Linked DNA regions of Mus musculus: regions 1, 2, 3, 5, 6 and 7 are each linked to region 4. The links are chromatin contacts, called in public Hi-C and HiChIP or PLAC-seq maps. All regions are on one chromosome and are shown on one strand. The core of a region is the stretch at or near the end of the contact, and the rest is flanking DNA. Distances in the headings are between cores, read along the strand shown.

Region 1 (2,700 bases), core at 200-2,699, 300 kb after region 4:
CCACCAGCACGGATCCTAAGGGATGCTTCTGGGGTTTAGTTTTTGTTTTGTTTTTTTTTCCATCCTACATTTTGTTTACTGTGCCTTATGTTGTCTAGCCTATACCCAGTGTGTCTCAGGGTAACTGCTGCAAGTCTCCCTGTAAGAGCTCAGGTTTTGAGAACAGGCAGGCAAAGAGCTTTCAAACTGGATAAGTTCAAGGCTGGCCTGAGCCTTCAAAACATAAGTCACATACCTGTATTCCCAGCACTTGGGAAGCTGGGACGTCTGGGCTGCACAGTAAGACCTTGTCTCTCAAAGGAAAAAAAAAAAAAGAGAGCGAGAAAGAAAAAAAATCCCCACACGCCATATTATTAAGTGAAAGCAGGCATAAAGAGCCAGTTCTTCAGATCTTTTATTTTTTTAATAAATCAAATAATATTGGCCATATTGTTTTTATTAGGGCAAAACCCCTTCTGGAAAGTCACCGCTCAAGTCTAATAATGGAGTAGGTAAAGGGTTTCGGTATTTTTCTGAATAATCAATACCAAAGCTGCTGATGTAAATTTATTTGAACTCTAGGGAACACAACCTTTGAAGTTCTGGGAAAATTTTAAATATAGTGTGCAAATCAATAAATGGACAAAAACATCACTGTCAATGTATTCATTTTTATTTGGACAGAAACTATGTCTTAAAATGTAACGGCTTACTCCCTCTCTGAACCTTTGCCTAAAGTCAGTCTTTCTTTCTTTCTTTCTTTCTTTCTTTCTTTCTTTCTTTCTTTCTTAAACAGAAGAAACTTGTGACAATCTCTGAACATGAAACATTCTTTTGGGCTATAATTAGAAATGATGTCAAGGTCCCTCTCTCAACAGGGTGACTCCTCAAACCCTAAGGAGTCCTCCTCTTTCTAGCCCTTTGTACTGATCATATGTATATATATATATATATATATATACACACACACATATACACACATATGCACACATACACACTTTTTTCCTCGGTCATTAATTCACATTCAAGTCTAAAACTGCGCTAACTGCTAACCAGAGGGCTTAAGAATATTTTATGGAGGGATTCTACTGGCCTACTTTGGTGGTATGTCTCACTTTGAATGGAATGCAGCTAGGAGATTTAAAATATATATCTATATATATTTTTTTTCATTACTGACTATTTTCACAGTCCACTAAGCAAAAATACAAAGCAATTTTTTTTCTTACCCCCCATTTTCCCTTCCTTCTCTCTCTTCCCCCTGTGGAGTTCAAATTAAAGAAAGGTGAAAATTGAAGCTGTTGCACGCAAGGCGATTGCAACATGCATATTTGATTTTTATGATGGATCTAAATTGCTGAATAAGGCCACGGAACAAAGGGAGACTGCAGCTTCCTGCCCATCACAGGCAGCCACTGGATGCAGAACAAAAGCTTCGGCCATTAGGGGCTCAGCAGGGAGACACATTATATAAATGACTTTGTCTTCTTTGCCCCCTCCCCCCTACTGTGTGCACTGGACAGGGGTAGGGGTGTGTGTGTGTGTGTGTTCGATGATTTAGTAGGGCAAGAGATAAGAAACGCTGGAAGCAGCTATGGGGAAAGAAATGAATAGTTGCATATGATTCAAAGGGCGCATGTTTTACTCCCTGGGCCAGGGTGACTCTCCGAGCTGTCTGTGCTCGGAGCATCTCCTAAAACTCCCAGGAGGAACATGGTATAAAGCCTTCAGAGAAACCTCTGGGTTCTCCTTATACTATTTTGTCTCTTTATTGAGAATGATGTAGCAGAAGGAAAAATGGCTAGGAAAAATTATAAAATTCTAGTAAAAAGCTAAATGTACTCAAAGAATAAATCTACCCATGATTCACTACGGCTTTGGCTTTCTGGAACAATGCATCAATACTGCCTTCCAGACTTCAGGAAAGAAAAGATGGACTGGTAAGAATCCAACTTTTAACACAGAAGAGTCAAACTACTTTAGCAGCCTCCCCTTCAGCGCCCTGCACTACCAGGAGGCTTCCAACACCAGCAATCCTGTGAGGTTAACAATCTCTGCACTCAGAATTTGTTTTGTGGAAGAGTTTTAGAAAACTTCACAAAGGCCAATCATGTTCTAAAGTCACCCAAAGGAAGGGTTGTAGGGAAATTTCCAGCAGAGAAGAGAGTCTAAGCAGAGTTAGGTTTAAGCACAAAACTCGTTAAGTTCTATGCTGGACAGGGCTGAAGTCCAGGTCACTGGCCACCCACGTTCAGCATTGTTGTGACTATACATTCGAGTGAGGAAATACCTCGTGTCAAGGTTCCATTTCAGAGACCATTCTTAGACACCCTGAGTCTTTGCTGACTCTTCTAACACAGTGACTCCTAACACAGTGAGGACCTCTGTCCCTTGGGTACAGAGTAGCAGAAGGTGTTTCCCTTATTTGTTATGATAAACCCAGCATGCTTGGTGAGGGCACCTCATGATCTCACGAGGTGAGCATGGTACAGCTAACTCAGGGGAATGCCACAAGGAAACAGCGCTTTATCCTCAGACTGTCACTACCATCTCAGACCGGAAGCAGAAACAAATCTTACCAGAGGTCATAAGAGACAATGGTAAGTTGATATTGTCTTCAGCTGGACACCAACCTGCCTTTTGGGAAGCACTTTGGGTTTTCCCTCTAAGGTGGTTAATATTAATTAAAATATTATGCATCTTTTTCTCTAATTGGGTGGC
Region 2 (2,700 bases), core at 173-2,672, 400 kb before region 4:
CCCTGGACACCTCCCTTTGACAAGCCTGTTGCATCTCCTATGCATTTCTGCCTACCTCTGAGAGCCCTTAGCCATCCAGGGTACCCTTGTGCATCCCTTGTCAGCCCACCGGTCTCCTTCTGGGTGGTGGCAGTCCACTTGTAGCTTCTTTGGTGGCTTGATCTTACCCAGCTGGCTCACAGGTAAGGATTACCTTTTTCAAGGACTTATCTAATCAAGGAGTGGGGCTGGGTGATGAATAGGATGGGGGCCTCTGCTCTGTATCCTTAAGCACTTGAAGAATGGTCCACAGATAAGGACCTCACCGATTCTTTGGGTTAGAGAGGCCTTCCTTTCTTACCTCGAAGGTGTTGGTGTCACTTGCTTTCTAACATACTGACATATAGGTGCTTCTTTCATTCCCCTCCTGTCTATCTGATCAAGCCAGAAAGGAGAATACTGCTGTCAAGTTCTGTAGATAAGTCTTAACTGACTCTGTAGAAGCTCAGACCAAGTGGAAAGCTATGGATTTGTAACCAGGGCCCTTTTGACAGATACCCTTATCTCCTATATTCCTTCTCCCGTCTCTCATAGCCATGTAATACTTTTCATTATTGGGGACATGGTGGCCACACATAAGGACTACTTGTCCCACTCTGCTTTGCAGCTAAATGGGAGTACGCAAATATGCATGGACCTTTCCTGAGCTGTGTGTGTTAGTGTGTCCCTTCTTTGTTTCTTCTCTTTTGCTGCTTGGGAGTCAGGGGCAGTCATCTTGGACCATGACGATAGGGATGCCTTAAGGGTGTGGAAGGCACTTAAACTTCGGAGATTCAGGATGTGCACAATCATGAACTGTGCTGCTACTTTGGAAACTAGACTTGCTCGGGGCCTAAATCTAATCCTTAATGATTTGCCACCAATGTTTTCTTTTCCACAACCCCAGATATCATTTCATTTCATTTCATTTGCTTTGTGTGTGTGTGTGTGTGTGTGTGTGTGTGTGTGTGTGTGTGTGTGTGTGTGTTGTTTTCCAAATTACAATACAAGGTTCTGAGATAAGAAACACAGGGCTAAACATGGAGGGAATCATTCCAGGTCTACCTCACAGGACGAAGACTCTGCTCATCACCTGCTGATCCCCATTCCAACCGGAAGGAAAACACTGAAGACATCTCAGCTCTCAGCTCCTAAATTCAGTGCTTGCTCTTCGTCTACTGAGAGGCTGATTGCTTTGTGCTGTACCCTGGGATGCCTGCTGTTTTATCATGGCACAGGCTAGGGAGACGGAGAACAGCTATTCAGAGCACAGCAGTCAGAGAAAATTCCAGGAAGCATTCTCTCTGTGCTCCTCACCAGCATCAAGACCGTTCATGTTTTGCCCTAGCCCAAGCTGAGGACGTACCCAAGGCCAAGAGCAGTGTGGAGCAAGACAGACGCTGGCCCTCTTGGGCACATCCACACCCAGCCCTACCTGCTCTGTGACCATCAGACTGCCTGCTCCTACCTTGCTTTCACCACCCCTGTCATGTTGCTTACCCAGTGGCCTTTGCCACTAAGGAACCTAAACAAAGCCAACTGACTAGTGGCCTTTCAGGGATTAGGGACACAGAAGCGAAGAAACTTTTCTGTCCAGACAAAGGGAAGATAAGGAAAGATGGAACTAGGGGTGGGCCTGGGACTAGGTTGGACCCCCAAGCTCCCCAGTGTGACCAAGCCTCAGCACAGCTGTGACATTAGCAGCCATCGTTTGGAGGCCCAAAGATAATTCTTCAGATCAAAGCGGCCCCGTCTTTAGACAATTAGAGTGAAATTGAAGCTCTCCTCCAAAAGAAACACATGCTCTTGTTATGTTTCCCCTCCCCCCACCCCTGCCTTATTTGATTCTTTATGAACAAATTGGTTTTCAGGGCTATAGAAAGGACCAATTGGAAGCTTAAATTCTTGCTCTCTGCCCCCAGGGTGGATTCACGGGGGTGAACACGTTAGATCTGAAAGCTGACTTCTTCTTCTCTCTCTCTCTCTTTTTTTCCTTCTTCTCTTTTTTAAATTGGTATCTAAGAATAAAAGAGGACCACGTAGGCAAAGCTGATCAGGCCGAATAAAGTCTCCTTTTAAGCGGAAACCACCCCTCCCCCTACCTTCCCTCCAGAAAAGCCAGACTGTAATTGCTTGCAATCACTCCACACAAATTGTCTGCTCGTGTTTGCTTTTTAATTTTGTATAATCTGGTCCATTTCGCTCTCTCTGCCTTTGAGCTTAACCTTCCTCTTTCTCCCTTCCTCTTATTCGGAGTCAGAGTCAGCCAGTCTCTCTCTCTCTCTCTCTCTCCCTCCCTCCCTCCCTCCCTCTCCTTCCCTCCTTCCTTCCCTCCCTCCTCTCTTCTCCCTTCTTCCTTTAATTCTTCAAGACTATTTTTAAATTATTACTAATTTTCAATGATAGTTGATGGCTCTTCCTAAGCAAAGGCACTTAGAGAAAAAAACAAAAAAAAACAAAAAACAAAAAACAAAAAAAAACAACCACAGGTGTACTGGATGCAATGGGTCTATCCTGTGTCATCATAAATGTTTATTTCTCTGCCCAAAGTAATATAATGCATTAATACTGTTTCTTGACGTGTTGAATATATTTTAATAACTAAACGACTGACCCCAGAGTAGGGAAAAATGAACCAGAACCATAAAGATGATTGTTCAGAGTGGCAAAGCACCATTGTCT
Region 3 (2,700 bases), core at 175-2,674, 440 kb after region 4:
ATAGGGAAAAAATAATTAACTCATATGAAATGGAAACTAATAACCCAAAGCATCCAAGATATTCAATGTTTGAAGCATTGCTGCCTGGCTGTGGGATTACATGGATAAATTATAATTTCATAAAGCTCATACCAAGGGTTGCCCCTATGGGAAAGAAGAGGCTTTTCTTATAAAATACGTGTTATCTTTTCCTTTTATATTTAGCGTGTGTATGTTTTATGTATGTGTAAGGGTGCACGCAACAGGATACCTGTAGAAGTTCGAGAACAAGCTCTAGGAATCAACTCTAATTCTAGGGAACAAAGTCAGATCATCATGCCTGGTGGTAAGCACGTTGACCCATTAAGACCCCAAATTTATATGTGTGTGTGTGTGTGTGTGTGTGTGTGTGTGTGTGTGTATGTGTATGTGTATATGTATGTATGTGTGTGTATATATATATATATGGAGAGAGAGAGAGAGAGAGAGAGAGAGAGAGAGAGAGAGTGTGTGTGTGTCTCACTTTGTAGCCCCTGCTGCCCTGCTGATCTGGAACTCTCTACGTAGACCAGGCCCGCCTTGAGATCCACCTGCTTTTTTCTCCTGAGTTTAGGACTGAAGGTGTGTATTACTACGCCCAATTCAAGGCTAAAGTTTAAAAGTAGTTTTTAGAATAGCAGAGGATTTAAAAATAACTGACAAAATAAAAAGAAACAGCAGCTATAAATGAAAAAAACAATGAAACACTTATTTTCTAGGAACCGTTCATCTTGATTCAGCTTACTGATTCCAAATAGTTGAAATGAAAACATTTTTTCTTTTCTTTTCTTTTTTTTTAATGGCAGAATGGTATTACTGTAAATTGTGATACAAGATTAAAATAGCTCCCTGCACAGTAAAATTTGTCCTGAAGATTCTTTTGACAATTTTATGTCACCATGTGGTATGAGACCACTGATGAAAAATGTAGCAATTATGAGGGACAGAGGACTGTAAGTAAAACCTCATCTTGTTCAACAATAAAGATAATTTTACACTAATACTCAAGAAGGAAATAGCAGCTCTGAGCTTTATCTGTGTTAGTCTGCCATTCGCAAGTAAAACAACGTATTATATGGCGGAAGTGCTATAGTCTTAAGAAAACATGAGGACGACAAACATTAAGTAGGATCAGATTAAAAAACCAAATTGTAGAGAAACTTCATTAATGATTTATACGAGAGGGTACACATCATGTTAATTTAATTTACAGACGATGGTGAATCGGATGGTGTTGACAAAACCAGAGAGGGCACATAAAAGAGACCTAAAGTGGTTAGAAATATGGGCAGGAAATGAAATGTGATTCAACCTGGAAAAATGCAGCTAGAAAGTACATCTGGAGAGAATAAACAGAAACACAGTCATTCTGTTGGCAGCCTAGACGGTGCTTGGCAAGTCGTACTGCCAAGGGACTTGATTCGTGATGATAGTGTCAGCAAATTATGTATGGTCTCGCAACACGGTCCTCGGTGAGATCAGTCAGTGAGATTTTAGTATGTACATCTAAGAGCTCCGCATCACATCGCTGGAAGCTAAGTTCTTTTACTAGCACTGCCGAGATCACAATGAGAATACCAGTTTGTGGCCCCACACTTGATTCAGTTAAGCAAATTGCCTAATGTTCAAACTAGAAAATAAATGTAGGGCAAGCTTCAGACTTTAACTTACACCGAAAGATTAAAGGAAAACATGTTGTTCGTTCATTTTTTCTATTACGTCCAGTTACAGCACTTCACAAATATTCAAAAGACGTAAACATCATGGAAGTCAAGTCACTTTAAAGGTAGGTTAAGAGGCTTTATGGTTAAGTACTGGGATGAAATTAAGTAACGGAAATTTAAGACGGAATCCGGGAAATGTTTTCTGACAGTGAAATCTATTAGTCTCTGGAATGGAGTCCCCAGAGAGCTGGGGGGAAGTTCCATTCTCTAGTCATTGGACTGGATCAAGGCTTGGACAAAAATCATTATTAACAAAACAAAATGAAAAGACAGAAGAAGAACCAGTTTCAGCATTTTGTATCAGCAGAGATGTGCACACACAGTGACGCCATCAGATCCCATCTGATTATCTTCTCCTTAGACGTCTCTGATGGGCCGTGGTCTATCATTAAGGAACCACCTATTATTATTTTTTTAATGAATGCTTTTTAAAAGATCAAATTCATATTTTCCAGCTCATAGACTTCAATTTCCTGGATTATTATTTCTTTCTTCCAAGTCATAGGAAAGCTAGAAACGGAAACAGCCTTCCTTCCCCTGGTGATGAGATACGGCCTTAAATATTCCAGACCTTTGAATCAGATCTCACGAGGTCTCTGAGCTCTGAAGCCCCACTTATATTATTGCATTAGAAACATATTGTGATTGCAGTTTTGCAACCACAACTATGGAATAAATGAAAATTCCTTTACTTCCTTTTCCGGCTTGGTCCAAAGAGAGACCCTCACCAGATGGCGTGCTCGGAGTTGCTACTTACTTTTAGCAAAGCAATTGAACGAGGTTTAAACAACATAAAGCATGCAGTTCATCAAACATAAGACATTTTGCCAACTGGGCCTTTAAATCACCTCGGATAACTTTGTTTATAATTGCGTTTAGTACCCTAACTTTTAAGGATAAAAGAACAAAGAAGATGAATACTTTGATATAAAAATCCATTTTAATACAAGTGTGATTT
Region 4 (2,700 bases), core at 2-2,501:
TGCTCTCCCCCTTCCCCAAGTTTGACTAAATTTGGCCTCTGCCCTCCTTTGTCCCTAATCAGACATGATTCCCCAGAGGCAGCTCTTTTCTCCCAAGGTCCTAGCTTGGGGTGGGGGAAGGGAGACGGCGATTGCAATCTTTTTTTTTTTTCTTGTGCTAAAATATAGACAGGGTAACAGACTGCGCCCAACAGGTTAGGTATTTACATCGATTTGAAACCGAATTCTATTGTACCAAAATGCTTCCTACATTGGGGCCCTGTAGTTTTCACCAAGCAAGCCTCCCCCTTTCCTCCCTGTTAGTGTGTGTTTAATGCAAATACGATTCCATACATTCTGCTCTTCGCCGGGTGAGCTTATTATATTTCTAACACTTGCATGGTTCATTATTGTGCAGTAGGAAAAGACTCGCGGCTGCCGGGGGCAGCCTGGGTGGCTGGTTTTCAGAAAGAGAAAAAGCAGGTGTCTTTCTATGCTGGGAATGAAGACTAGATTTAGGAGGAGGGTGGAATTCTGTCTGAGAGGACTGGAGCCTTCCGGTGAGATTTCAAGGGGGCCTGCCTTTGCATAACAGAACGCCAAAGGTGAACCTTGGGAGACCTAGAAGTGCCCAGCTGTCGCTGTGACCAGCCGAGGTAGCCCCGTTGGGTTTGATCCTGGTGGTAGAATCGTCTTGAGCCGGGCCACCTTTCTTGCCCTGTCTGAAATGCTCTGTGGCTCCTAAGGGCAGTCTCCTGATCCTGACAGCGGGTGGTTCCAGGCTGCTTGGCCTTTTCTAGTCGTTTCTTGCTCTCCTCTTCTCCCCCTCTCCTTAGAAACTGTCCTTAAACTCTCAATGGAGAGTGAGTGAGTAGGGGATGTTTTCGTAAGTTTCTGCAGCTGAAAAACAGAAGTGCTCTGTGAAGCAGTTAATAGGATGGGTGTGTGTTTCAAATAAATTCCTGTCCACATTGGCTAAAGTCCCCATGTTAGAGTGGCCTGGCTCTGACGTGGACAGGGCCCAGAGACTGATGGATCAGGGTTCGGAGGCCCCGACTGCTTGTTCTTCTCTTTTGGGGGAGAGACTGGGGGTGGCCGAAGGCGCGTCCGTTTCTTCCAGGCCGGCCTTTGACTTTTGATGAGCGGTGCGGTCAGTGCCTCGCGGGGACGCGGCTTTGTTCCTGCCGGGCCGGTTCCTGGGTTGGTGCAGGCCAGGGCAGCCAAGGCTCCTGTCCCCAGGCGAGTGCGGCCCAGGCCGCCTCCAAGGCTGGTGCTGGGAGCCCGGGCCCGGCAGCTCCGGCCCTGCTCCTGTGTGTTTGTGCGTCTATGTCCCCAGGTCCCCGCAGGCGCGCGGGCGCGGCCACCGCGAGCAGCCCGGCCTGCGCCCAGCGCGACTGTAGATGTCAGGCTTTGCCCGGGGAGCCGAGAGGCTGCGGGGCTGTGAGTTTCAAATTAACCTTCCGCTTTGTTGCTGTGTAATGTGGATCCCCGAAGGCCCCCCGCCCCGCCCGCCCCCCTTCCTCGGGCGGTGCGCGCTGCAAACTGCGAGTTGAGCTTCATTTACATAAAGCGATTCCGGGCGGGCGGGCGGGCGAGCGGGCGGCGCAGGAGGAGGAGAGAGGCGGGCAGGCCGGGACGGGGACCGGGACGCAGCGCCGCGCCCCGTGGGTGAATCCCCGCCGCGCCTGGGGGACCTCCCTCCCCGGGGCAGCCCGCAGATCGCCAGCCCCGGGCCGCCACCATGCGCGCCCCGCCCCTGCCGCCAGGCCCCTCGCTCCTAGCCTGCGCCACCGCCGAGCCCGGGGGGCAGCGGGAGGTGGGGAGAATGCCGCCTGGGGTGGGTAAGTTCGGGGCTCCGCTGCCACTGGAATCTCCCGTTGTCGCGCTGCCCGGCGTGGTGGCCCCCGGACCTCCGAGTGCCTCCTTCCTCCTGAGGTGTACGGAGGCTTTGTGTGCCAGGTGAGTGCAGCCTCCCTCCCCCGCCGCGCCGCTCGCAGCCGGCCTAGCGCTGGAGGCAGGTGCTGCGAGTGAGTCTTGGCTGAACTTCCCATTCTCTTGGGGCGTGTGGGGGAAGGGCAGGCTTGGATGCACTTGAACTCCTAGACTCCAGGAGGAACCTACCTGGGGAGAGAGTGGCTTAGAGTCTGCTGGGCACCAGAGTACGTTCTTCCTCCTATCTCCTCTTGCTTTTCCTTCCCGACCTCCTCCTCCTCCTCCTCCTCCTGCTTTTGGGTTAGTTCCTACCTTGTTAATACTTGGGGGTACTGGTGCCATTGAGAACTTTGGATTCTTTGGTCTAAAACACACCTTCAGCTGCCGGGGGGGGGGGCGGTTATGAAGGAAAGAGAGAGAGAGAGTGAGAGTGTGTTAGAAGTCGCTGGTCAGTTTGCAGCAATGTGAAGAATGTGCCTGTTTGGGGAGTAATTAAAGAGAGAATCAGGGCAGAGCTGGCGGGACCTATGGAGATCATCTTGGCCTGGCTGCTCTCTAATTTCGGTTTGTTCTTCTGCCAGAACCGGTACAGCATTTATTTTGGGGGGCGGGAAGTACGAAGGAAAGGTAAGATTTTTTTTTTAAACTCCATTTAAAGAGGAGAGATATCCAAGTTAGGGTAGCAACAAGAAAAATAACAACAAAAAAACCAAAAACAAAACCAAAACAAAATCCAACTCAAAGTCATTTTGTAGGCTTAGAGAGAAACAAGCTTTCTGGATAACAGCC
Region 5 (2,700 bases), core at 138-2,637, 330 kb before region 4:
TCCTTCAGAGCGCTTTAGCTGGATTCCTATTTACCCATGACATATGCAACCGAGGAGTTCCCACTGAGGCACGGCACTTACCTCTCCCCCTTATTTTGTTCTTTTGGTTGGTTGGTTGGTTGGTTGGTTGGTTGGTCGGTTGGTTGGTTTGGTTTGGTTGGTTTGTTTTAAGATCTGAGTTTGTGGGATTCACTAAGAGACTTTATTTTTAGAACTCTGCCCAAAGGTGGGGGAGATAGATCAGCCAGCAGGAGCAGGGAGACCTGTGTGTAGATCTCCAGCGCATACGTAAACGTGAGGTAGGATGAAGGCTAGAGTCCAGGCAGTGAAGAGGCAGAGACAGAAGGATGTCTAGGCTTGCTGGCCAACCAGTCTCGCCAGTTCTGTAAGCTCCGGGTTCTGTGAGAGACCCTGCAACCCGTCTCAAAAAATAAGCGGGTAGGAGCACCCACAACCACAGTGGTCATTTGTCATTAGTGCTGTGCCCAGCTGTCATCACAGGAGTTCCTCACTACAGCCTCAGGTGGCTAGTACAGAGACCTATACCTGGTCAAAGTGAGACCATCAGCGATAGATTGCTCAGCCCCACTGGGGACAACTATAGCACTCAACACCAAGGCTCAGGGGACACTGAGGAAGAGGGCGTGGAAAGGATGTAAAAGCCAAGGAGAGGGAGATTTGCAGCAAAAGATGTCTTCTGCCCTGACGTCACCATATAGCTCGTGAATACACTGAAACTGGGGGGACCTGCACAACCTGTCCCTAAGTCACCACAGGAGGGGGAGGGGCACATAAGGCCTCACCCCTTTCCTAGCAGCTATTGGCAGTATCAGTTGTCGAGGAAAGAGTTATTTTCTTCAGTAGCAAACAGAGAAGCTGATCTTGCTCCAATGAATAGCCCCTCACTCGTGCCCGGGCAAGAATCTCTCATTCATTTAATGCATGGTCTCCACAGAGAGAGAACATGAGCAGAGGAAAGGGACTTAGCCAGAGGAGTGACAGTGGGACAGGAAGGGAGTAGGGGAGGAGAACGGGATGCAAATGACTAAAAAAATTCATCATATACATATATAAAACTGTCAAACGATGAAAATAATAATGCAAAAAAACATGCAAAAATAATAATAAAGTGGGAAATGGTTTAAAGAAGACACCCATTGTCAACCTCTGGCCTACACACACACACACACACACACACACACACATATACACACACACATGCAGCTCCGTACAAGTGGTTTTCTTCCATCTTTGCCTAGACAAGACCGTCCTGAGATCCAAAGCAACAATCGCCCCAGCACCAGGACAGTCTTGGCACTCTGTCCATATGTCCCTTGCTTTGGCCTTGAAGCCCCGCCCACTGTGTTTCCTGGGAGCTGACAGGCCTCACAGTCTGGAGACAACCGTTGCCAGCTTCCCCTTTTCAGGGCGCTTTAAGAAGTTCCCGTTTGGCTGTATTGGCCTGGCTTCCTTTGACTTTTCCGGGGGCACCTCCCGCCCTCCCAGTTCAAATCCTTTCTCGGATTCGCTATTGTTTGACTCCACGGTGCTTTTTGAATGTCAGAGCGAATTTGTGTTTCCAGTAAAGAAAGCACCTTTTTTTTTTTTTTTGCTTTGGGGGCCTGTTTTTAAAAATTGCATGGGATCTTAATTCCCGTGGAAAACTTAACTGTATCCCCAAGAAAAGGAACAAACAGGCAGAGAAAACCAGTGAGCGGGGCGGCCCCATGCCTTCACTCGCCCTGGCAGCCACACAATTGCATACAGCCAAGCTGACTAATGTTGACGTATCCAGGTTGGAAATGACAGGATATTGTGGAGGGCCAGTCACTTAATGAACCCCTGCGGGACCATCTTGGTTACTAACAATTTCTCTCTAACTCATGAGGCAGGGGAATCTCAAGCCCCCAGTGTTTCACTCCGTCACGTTCCCCCGCTGCCCCCTCTCCCCCCACCCCCGCCCTGCTCTGCACAAACAAACCAATTATGGCAACGGATATAAATTGGACCCCTTTTCTGAAAACGCTCCCTCAACCTTTTTTTGTCCGCCCTTCCTTCCTTGGCGCCAATCAGCTGGCTCACCAGGTGCACTGTGTGCCTGCACTCAGACTCAAACGCAAGTGCACACAAGTGTGTACGTGTGCACACTGCGGTGTGTATTCTGTACACAGCCTTCACTGATGTTTCTGCCCTTGGATTCAAGTTGGTTTTAGTCATCTATATATTCCTTTAATAATATTTTTCATGGAATACAACTTAAAAATCTTTTTTTTTAATTAGATATTTTCTTTATTTACATTTCAAATACTGTCCCTATACCCTTCCCCCGCCCTGCTCCCCTACTCACCCACTTCCACTTCTTGGCCCTGGCGTTCTCCTGTACTGGGGCATATAAAGTTATAGGGGCCTCTCTTCCCAATGATGACCGACGAGGCCATCTTCTGCTCCATAGCTGTCTTGTGTGAGGCTATGCCAGTGCCTGGCAAATACAGAAGTGGATGCTCACAGTCATTTATTGGATGGAACACAGGGCCCCCAGTGGAAGAGCTAGAGAAAGTACCCAAGGAGCTTAAATATCTTTTTACTGCCTTTTACACTTCAGCCAGCCCCGAAACTCTTTCCATCCTGTACCTTAGGGAGACCACTAGAATAATTCTCAGGCAGTGCCTGAGTAATTCATATTACTGCTAACTGTCCTCT
Region 6 (2,700 bases), core at 79-2,578, 360 kb after region 4:
GAAGCGGCTTCCAGAACATTCTGTCTCGAATTCTTGGACATTTCATAATCTCCTGCCTATTTATCAAATCGCATCACATTATACAGCTCTAATAATGCAGGTGTCCTGTGTTTTAAGTGCCTCTCCTTAAGAATGTATTACTCAGTTCATTAATGTTTCATCCCTAAGCATTGTAACATACTTAATTTTTTATTTTGTGAAATTTCAAGTCTTCAGGTTGAGAGGAAATTATTCAATGTCATCTAAGCTATTTCTGAAAGTGCTTGTCAGCAAAGAGTTTTGAAGAATTTTTGGAAAGGAGTTGTGAGAAACTTAAAGACATAAATCTAACGTTTTCTTGAACACATCCTTCCATTTTAAATTTGGAGCAGAAATTCTTCTGGAGAAGAATTAAGTGGAGCACACAGTTTCTCTTAGCTTTCTGGATGACAAGAAATTAACAGTGACTTTCATGATTTGTTTCAGGATGTTCTTTTAAAACCAAGATTTTATTGCAACAGCACAAAGTGTCTGTCTCTCAAACGCTTCTGGAAAACCCCATCACTTTAAAAAAAAGTTTCCTTTCTTTCGTATAAGTGATAAACTTGATAGACAATTAACTACCTGATAATATTCACCTGAAACAGAGGAGAACCGGGGAGACTCAGCTGAATCGGTTTGATTCTGGAAATGGTTTGGCTCAAACCACCAGTAGATCTTTCCATTAGAGACAAAAAAAAAAAAAAAAAAAATTAAGCCCCAGAACCTTTGAGTGTTACAGAAAATATAAACAATCTAACTCTTTGTCCCTTAGTCAGACAGAATTCTGGGATTAGAAAGAACTGCAATTTAGTGGGGCCTGGTGGCCCTCGTCGTTGAGGAGTCTCAAGTAGTTGGAGAAAACCTCATGTCTCTGGAACGCAGATGGCACCCGATATTTAATGGCAGAAAAATGGACTGCAGCTAAACAGCAAAAATAAACATTGTTCCGTAAGCTACGGGAAGTTCACAGATTCATCCGTTCTTTCAAGTTTGTGTGTTTGACAAAGTGGATCACTGACTTTCGTAACCTTCTATAAAGGTATATGGCCATATGCTTACCTTAGGGAAACCCTTCGCAGAGTCTTACTACACAGGTAACTAGTCTGGTGAGAGAGGAGAAAGGAGGCGAACTCCTGCTGTTCCTAGCTCAGTCTCAGGGTTACCTTCAAGACCCCAGAGGCCAAAGGCTAGAAACTTAGTTCATCACCAGCCAGCCAGAAATCAACTCAATAGGCCCGCCCACCTTAGCCACGCCCCCCACGTCTGGCCCAAGCTGAGCTTCCATTGGCTCATCTGTCTTTCACTCCAGAGCGTCCGGGACAAGCGCTCTGTTTTGAATCTTTGGCATCTTCAGGGATGGATGGAATCCTACAACTGAGGGAGACTGCGGTCTTGGGCGTGAGCAAGTGAGGAAAAGCGTGCTGGAGCGACCAGCAGCAAACCTCCTCAGAGAGGTGACGCCAGCTTCTTGGTTTTCACCTTAGGTCTGTTCCTCCAAGCCGGGGTGCCTTTCCCTCATTTACGCTCCTGAGGGATGCTCTGCTTGTAACCTTCCGCAGGGTTCCCGCGCGCGCTCCACACCTTTCCCAGTTGTGGTTTACACCCCACTGACTTCTCTCATCACATCCGTGTCTCCATCACCATCAGATACTTTTCTCAGTGCGTCTGAAAATGATGGGAAAGGCTCTCAAGCAGCCTAACGAGCACACTACCACCAGCACCCTTCACAAACTGAGCCCAGAACTTTCTTGAAGAAAGGATGCTGCTGGTCTCCCAGACCTTCCTGCTCAAAACCATAAGTTGGAAACACTCTGCAACGTGCTGCAAAATGTAAGTTAATCCTTTGAAAACGCAATTATTTTGTTCTTGGGCAAACCCTAGTGATACATAAGTCTATTTGGGTTATGAAGACTTAGAATTTGGAAAGACTAAATATCTCTTGGAAACCGCCTCTGATCCTTGACCTGATGCATAAAATTAGTGACTTATTGGAACCTCACTACTAACCTGTAGCTTCTCAGTGTATTATTACGCCCCTCCCCCAACCTAAATATTTAATTTCCCTTGAAATCAGGAGATTTGAGATATATCATTAAGAGCTCTCATCAGATTCCCTCCTTGGGGATCCCCAATTTGATTATTCAATGTGAGTACCTAAACAGATTCTTAAATATTATTTTTGTAAGTGGAGGAGATCACAGTCCCCCTTACAAACCAGGAAAAAAAAAAGGTGGAGGTTTTCTTGAGAATATGGCACATACAAAGAAAACGTGTCACTTTTAAAAGTTGACTCATCTGTAACTATACTCATCTGTAAACTATGGATTCCCTAGGGCTCTAAAAATATTATTGTATATATATTTTAAGTAGAAATAATTAAGCACAAAACCCAACTAGATGCTTTTCTTTTATAAAATGGCTGCTGCTTTATGCATGTTGGGAAAAATGGCTTCCTTTTTTTTTTAATTGGCTTTAAAATTGTTTTGTTGCCATTTATAAGTAAAGTTCTGTTGGTATTTACTGTCACAGTATTTAGTTTATTATCTAGGACTGCTTCTGCACCTGACAGACACCATCTTAGCCTTTACAGAAAAAGATCTGATAATTCCTGGACCAGGACATCCTTTGGCACTGAATTGATAATGTCACTCCCCCCACAAACATCCCCCCATCTAGTTT
Region 7 (2,700 bases), core at 168-2,667, 470 kb before region 4:
TTGCTGTCTTCCTCCTACCCCCCAAAAGAGAAGAGGAAAAAGCCCTGTGAACCCTTGGACAACAACCCTGCCCCCTTAATAAACAACTACCCCTCAAATAGCCCCCAAAGTCCCACTGAAACCTTAGCTGCCTGCCTGGTGCTCCCTAACGGGTCTTCTATTCCTGTAACACCAAAGCAGCTTCCCGGCAACCTATTGGACGCATAGGAGGGAGAAAAGAATATATTTTAATAAATCGAGGATGGCGACGGGGTTGTGAAATGGGTTGTAGAGCCCTGTTCTTTAGTCCTAGAAAAAGATGAGGCTGTTGTGGGGTGGGGCAAGATTGAGGGGGGGTTGAGGGTAATATTGCGAGATAATAGCAACTATGTTAATATCCGGAATTTTCAATGTAGCATAAGTACATTTTGTTTTTCCTTTTAGCACGATTTATAATTAAAGATTTTAATCTGGCTTCACATTGAGTTAATAAGCCCTTTGATTGATTAGGATTCATAAAAATTGCCATTTCCCGCTGATGCTTTTGTGTTTCTGGGGATGCTCTTCTGAAAAGCCGGGTTAAGGTGAATAGGAAGCTGCCATTGTTCCGGCTGAGCTGGGCCAATTCTGGGAACTCCGAACTGCTGTACTCCGCTTGTCCTCGGCAGTATCTTGTTGTTCAGCCAAATTAATGCAGATAGGATCGGCTGGGCTCCAGTTTAGCCAGGTTTGGGGGGGGGGGGGGTAAGGGGGATTCTTCTTTTTAAAAATGTCACCAGGTGCTCTGTACACAGCTCTTTGCTTCTGTGTGGTGACCTGCGCTTTGGTTTATGCAAGTAAATAAATAAAAACTACAATGAAATCTCATCAAATTGATAAATAGAAATGTTAGGAACTGTTTCAAAGATAAAGGGAAGAAAATTACAAAGTAAATGCATACAGAGGCGACAAACCCTAGAATACTAAGCCCCAGATTTTCTTTACAAAATTCAACTTCAGAGGCTGTGTGAGCCGATAAATTACCCGTTTGCATTAATGGCCAATCCTGCAATATGTGGGAAGTGTCCTCCTTCAGCTAAAGGGATGTCTTAGAAATGTAAACACAAATGAATAAATAGGAGAGAGAGAGAGAGAGAGAGAGAGAGAGAGAGAGAGAGGGAGAGACGGGGAGGCAGCCAGGCGGTACGCTAATGCTATTTATCGAGTTAAATAATAGACCCTGCCATCCTTTCCTTCCAAAACCAAACCAAAATTAAGAGCCAAATCAAGAAACAATGATAAATTCTGAGAAAGGGGAGAAGAAAGACAGAGCATGTGAGCCAGGGCCTGTGATTTGAAACGTTCTGTCAGAGAGGCCCCCTTCTCTTCAGCTTATTGTACCCTGGATGTCGGTGAGGGGGGCGTACAGGAGAATTCCCGTCTGCCCACCCTCCCGTCGCTTATTTTTATCAGGGGAAGAAAAAGTGACTGTGTTCAGCTTCCGAAGGGCCTCACTGTGGGGACTGAACCACAGCAAATTCCCTTTGTGTTTCTGGTTCTGAAGGGGCCTGCTATTGTTGCTTGCAGAGACTCTTGAAAAGGCAGGAGGGGGAGTGGGGCCGTGGCAAGCGCCGCCCTCCCCCCCCCAATTTCAACTTGTTCCGGGATCAGTAGTCTCTCCTCCCCTGTCATCCACCCCGACTTCTCGGCATGACTATCATTTTTGTGTACTCTCATCACCATTCAAAAGGGGTCTGAATACAAACAGTTTAAGCGATCATGAGAAACACCGGAAACCGTGTCCAGAGAGCTAAGGGGGCTTGGGGAAGTGTCCCCCAGGTGGGCTGGCAGATGGCACTGGCCTGGCTCTTCTATGGCACCGTCACTCCAGGCCTCTGCCTAGTGTCAATCTGTTAACTTTAAAACCCCACCTTGCTGGCTCTGTTCTCAAAGACCTGATTCTGAAAAGCACTCTGGGTCCTGGCCACACTGGCACCACCCCTTGGATAGAGACTGGTCTTCCGTCCTCAACTCCTTTTCCCTCCATAAGATTGCTGTTTCTCCACAGTATGACCCACACCAGTCCAAGTGAGTCACCAAACGGGTGGAATGAAACCAGTTTGAGTTTCCAGTCAGACCACAGTGCCCCAACCTGCCGGAGGAGCCCGTGCTTGGCCATCACTGGTCTCATTCATTCCTGACCAGCAGGCATAATGGGTGAGCTTTTAAAGCTCACTAATGAAGAAAATTGACCCTAAGCAAAGGAAACCCGGTCCCTTAATACCACCCAGATTGGACATTAGTGCATTCCAATTTTTTTTTTTAAAGGAAAGAAAACAGTCTGACACATGCATTTGCAGCAACATGGAAATAAAACAAATTTAAAGCAAACTTTCCCCTCCCCCCCATCCCCCCCCCCCCCCAACTCAGGTCCCAGGGAATGACAGCAGAGAAGGAGCAATTCCTGGTGCAGTGTGCTCCATCAGTTAAAGGTACCTTTGAATGAATGTCAGCCCCTTTCTACCTTAGTGCCAGTCGATCGATGCTTCATTAGGACTGAATTGTCTTTTGCCCATGCAACCTTGAAAATAGTCCCTTTAATTACCTGTGAGGAAGTCAGGATCTCTCTCTCTCTCTCTCTCTCTCTCTCTCTCTCTCTCTCTCTCTCTCTCTCTCTCTCTCTCTTCCTTCCCTCCCAGTTTTCTTTGGCAGCAGAAGGGGAGGTGGGGGCTATGGAGACAG

The links. A called contact is a pair of places that touch in the nucleus more often than the background predicts. HiChIP or PLAC-seq counts read pairs in DNA pulled down with a chosen protein or histone mark.
Region 1: a Hi-C map of liver shows a contact between it and region 4, with 2.1 times the contacts expected there. The contact joins the enhancer-like site here to the promoter of Zfhx3 in region 4. A contact is called at or near these places in 2 of 39 promoter capture datasets (the HPC-7 cell line and liver), 13 of 484 Hi-C or Micro-C datasets (the HL-1 cell line, brown adipocytes, embryonic fibroblasts and 5 more) and 7 of 115 datasets of contacts at active chromatin or transcription factors (bone marrow-derived macrophages, craniofacial prominence, embryonic forebrain and 3 more).
Region 2: an H3K4me3 HiChIP or PLAC-seq map of embryonic forebrain shows a contact between it and region 4, with 5 times the contacts expected there. The contact joins the enhancer-like site here to the promoter of Zfhx3 in region 4. A contact is called at or near these places in 7 of 115 datasets of contacts at active chromatin or transcription factors (craniofacial prominence, embryonic basal ganglia, embryonic forebrain and 4 more).
Region 3: a contact with region 4 is called in a FOXA1 HiChIP or PLAC-seq map of pancreatic cancer cells. The contact joins the enhancer-like site here to the promoter of Zfhx3 in region 4. A contact is called at or near these places in 3 of 484 Hi-C or Micro-C datasets (adipose-derived mesenchymal stem cells and embryonic fibroblasts) and 6 of 115 datasets of contacts at active chromatin or transcription factors (craniofacial prominence, embryonic hindbrain, embryonic midbrain and 3 more).
Region 5: an H3K4me3 HiChIP or PLAC-seq map of embryonic hindbrain shows a contact between it and region 4, with 2.4 times the contacts expected there. The contact joins the enhancer-like site here to the promoter of Zfhx3 in region 4. A contact is called at or near these places in 2 of 39 promoter capture datasets (liver and pre-B cells), 1 of 484 Hi-C or Micro-C datasets (palatal mesenchyme) and 9 of 115 datasets of contacts at active chromatin or transcription factors (bone marrow-derived macrophages, craniofacial prominence, differentiating embryonic stem cells and 6 more).
Region 6: a contact with region 4 is called in a Hi-C map of embryonic fibroblasts, with 2.0 times the contacts expected there. The contact joins the promoter of D030068K23Rik here to the promoter of Zfhx3 in region 4. A contact is called at or near these places in 1 of 484 Hi-C or Micro-C datasets (embryonic fibroblasts) and 1 of 115 datasets of contacts at active chromatin or transcription factors (bone marrow-derived macrophages).
Region 7: a contact with region 4 is called in an H3K4me3 HiChIP or PLAC-seq map of embryonic forebrain, with 9 times the contacts expected there. The contact joins the enhancer-like site here to the promoter of Zfhx3 in region 4. A contact is called at or near these places in 3 of 39 promoter capture datasets (cranial neural crest, frontonasal cranial neural crest and hippocampal neurons), 9 of 484 Hi-C or Micro-C datasets (the MC3T3-E1 cell line, the N1E-115 cell line, cerebellar granule neurons and 6 more), 12 of 115 datasets of contacts at active chromatin or transcription factors (astrocytes, craniofacial prominence, differentiating embryonic stem cells and 9 more) and 1 of 9 other capture datasets (embryonic tail).

Annotation. Positions count from the first base shown.
Region 1 is chr8:109,011,407-109,014,106 of GRCm38.p6, forward strand. No RefSeq gene overlaps it. Among named protein-coding and RNA genes, the nearest start is that of D030068K23Rik, 62 kb to the right of the region's middle. Within about 2 kb of position 1,450, at least 17 of the 459 cell types and tissues checked have an H3K27ac peak or open chromatin away from gene starts, as enhancers often do. A contact at or near this core is called in embryonic forebrain and liver, where this site is marked.
Region 2 is chr8:108,313,124-108,315,823 of GRCm38.p6, forward strand. It overlaps a transcript of Zfhx3 not described here. Among named protein-coding and RNA genes, the nearest start is that of Gm34675, 4.8 kb to the left of the region's middle. Within about 2 kb of position 1,423, at least 7 of the 459 cell types and tissues checked have an H3K27ac peak or open chromatin away from gene starts, as enhancers often do. A contact at or near this core is called in embryonic forebrain, where this site is marked.
Region 3 is chr8:109,154,282-109,156,981 of GRCm38.p6, forward strand. All of the region lies in intron 2 of D030068K23Rik (RIKEN cDNA D030068K23 gene), which reads left to right. The region is part of intron 1 of 4922502B01Rik (RIKEN cDNA 4922502B01 gene); the gene reads right to left. Among named protein-coding and RNA genes, the nearest start is that of D030068K23Rik, 80 kb to the left of the region's middle. Within about 2 kb of position 1,425, at least 70 of the 459 cell types and tissues checked have an H3K27ac peak or open chromatin away from gene starts, as enhancers often do. A contact at or near this core is called in adipose-derived mesenchymal stem cells, embryonic fibroblasts, fibro-adipogenic progenitors and 1 more, where this site is marked.
Region 4 is chr8:108,713,393-108,716,092 of GRCm38.p6, forward strand. It overlaps Zfhx3 (zinc finger homeobox 3), which reads left to right and starts at 1,252. Exons shown (of 10, transcript NM_007496.2): 1 at 1,252-1,938.
Region 5 is chr8:108,385,969-108,388,668 of GRCm38.p6, forward strand. All of the region lies in intron 1 of Gm51549 (a long non-coding RNA gene), which reads right to left. It also overlaps a transcript of Zfhx3 not described here. Among named protein-coding and RNA genes, the nearest start is that of Gm51549, 6.7 kb to the right of the region's middle. Within about 2 kb of position 1,388, at least 57 of the 459 cell types and tissues checked have an H3K27ac peak or open chromatin away from gene starts, as enhancers often do. A contact at or near this core is called in bone marrow-derived macrophages, where this site is marked.
Region 6 is chr8:109,073,894-109,076,593 of GRCm38.p6, forward strand. D030068K23Rik (RIKEN cDNA D030068K23 gene) reads left to right here and starts at 1,329. Exons shown (of 10, transcript NR_126329.1): 1 at 1,329-1,475; 2 at 1,581-1,851.
Region 7 is chr8:108,245,179-108,247,878 of GRCm38.p6, forward strand. No RefSeq gene overlaps it. Among named protein-coding and RNA genes, the nearest start is that of Gm34675, 63 kb to the right of the region's middle. RefSeq lists an enhancer at 1-1,653. Within about 2 kb of position 1,418, at least 22 of the 459 cell types and tissues checked have an H3K27ac peak or open chromatin away from gene starts, as enhancers often do. A contact at or near this core is called in the N1E-115 cell line and embryonic forebrain, where this site is marked.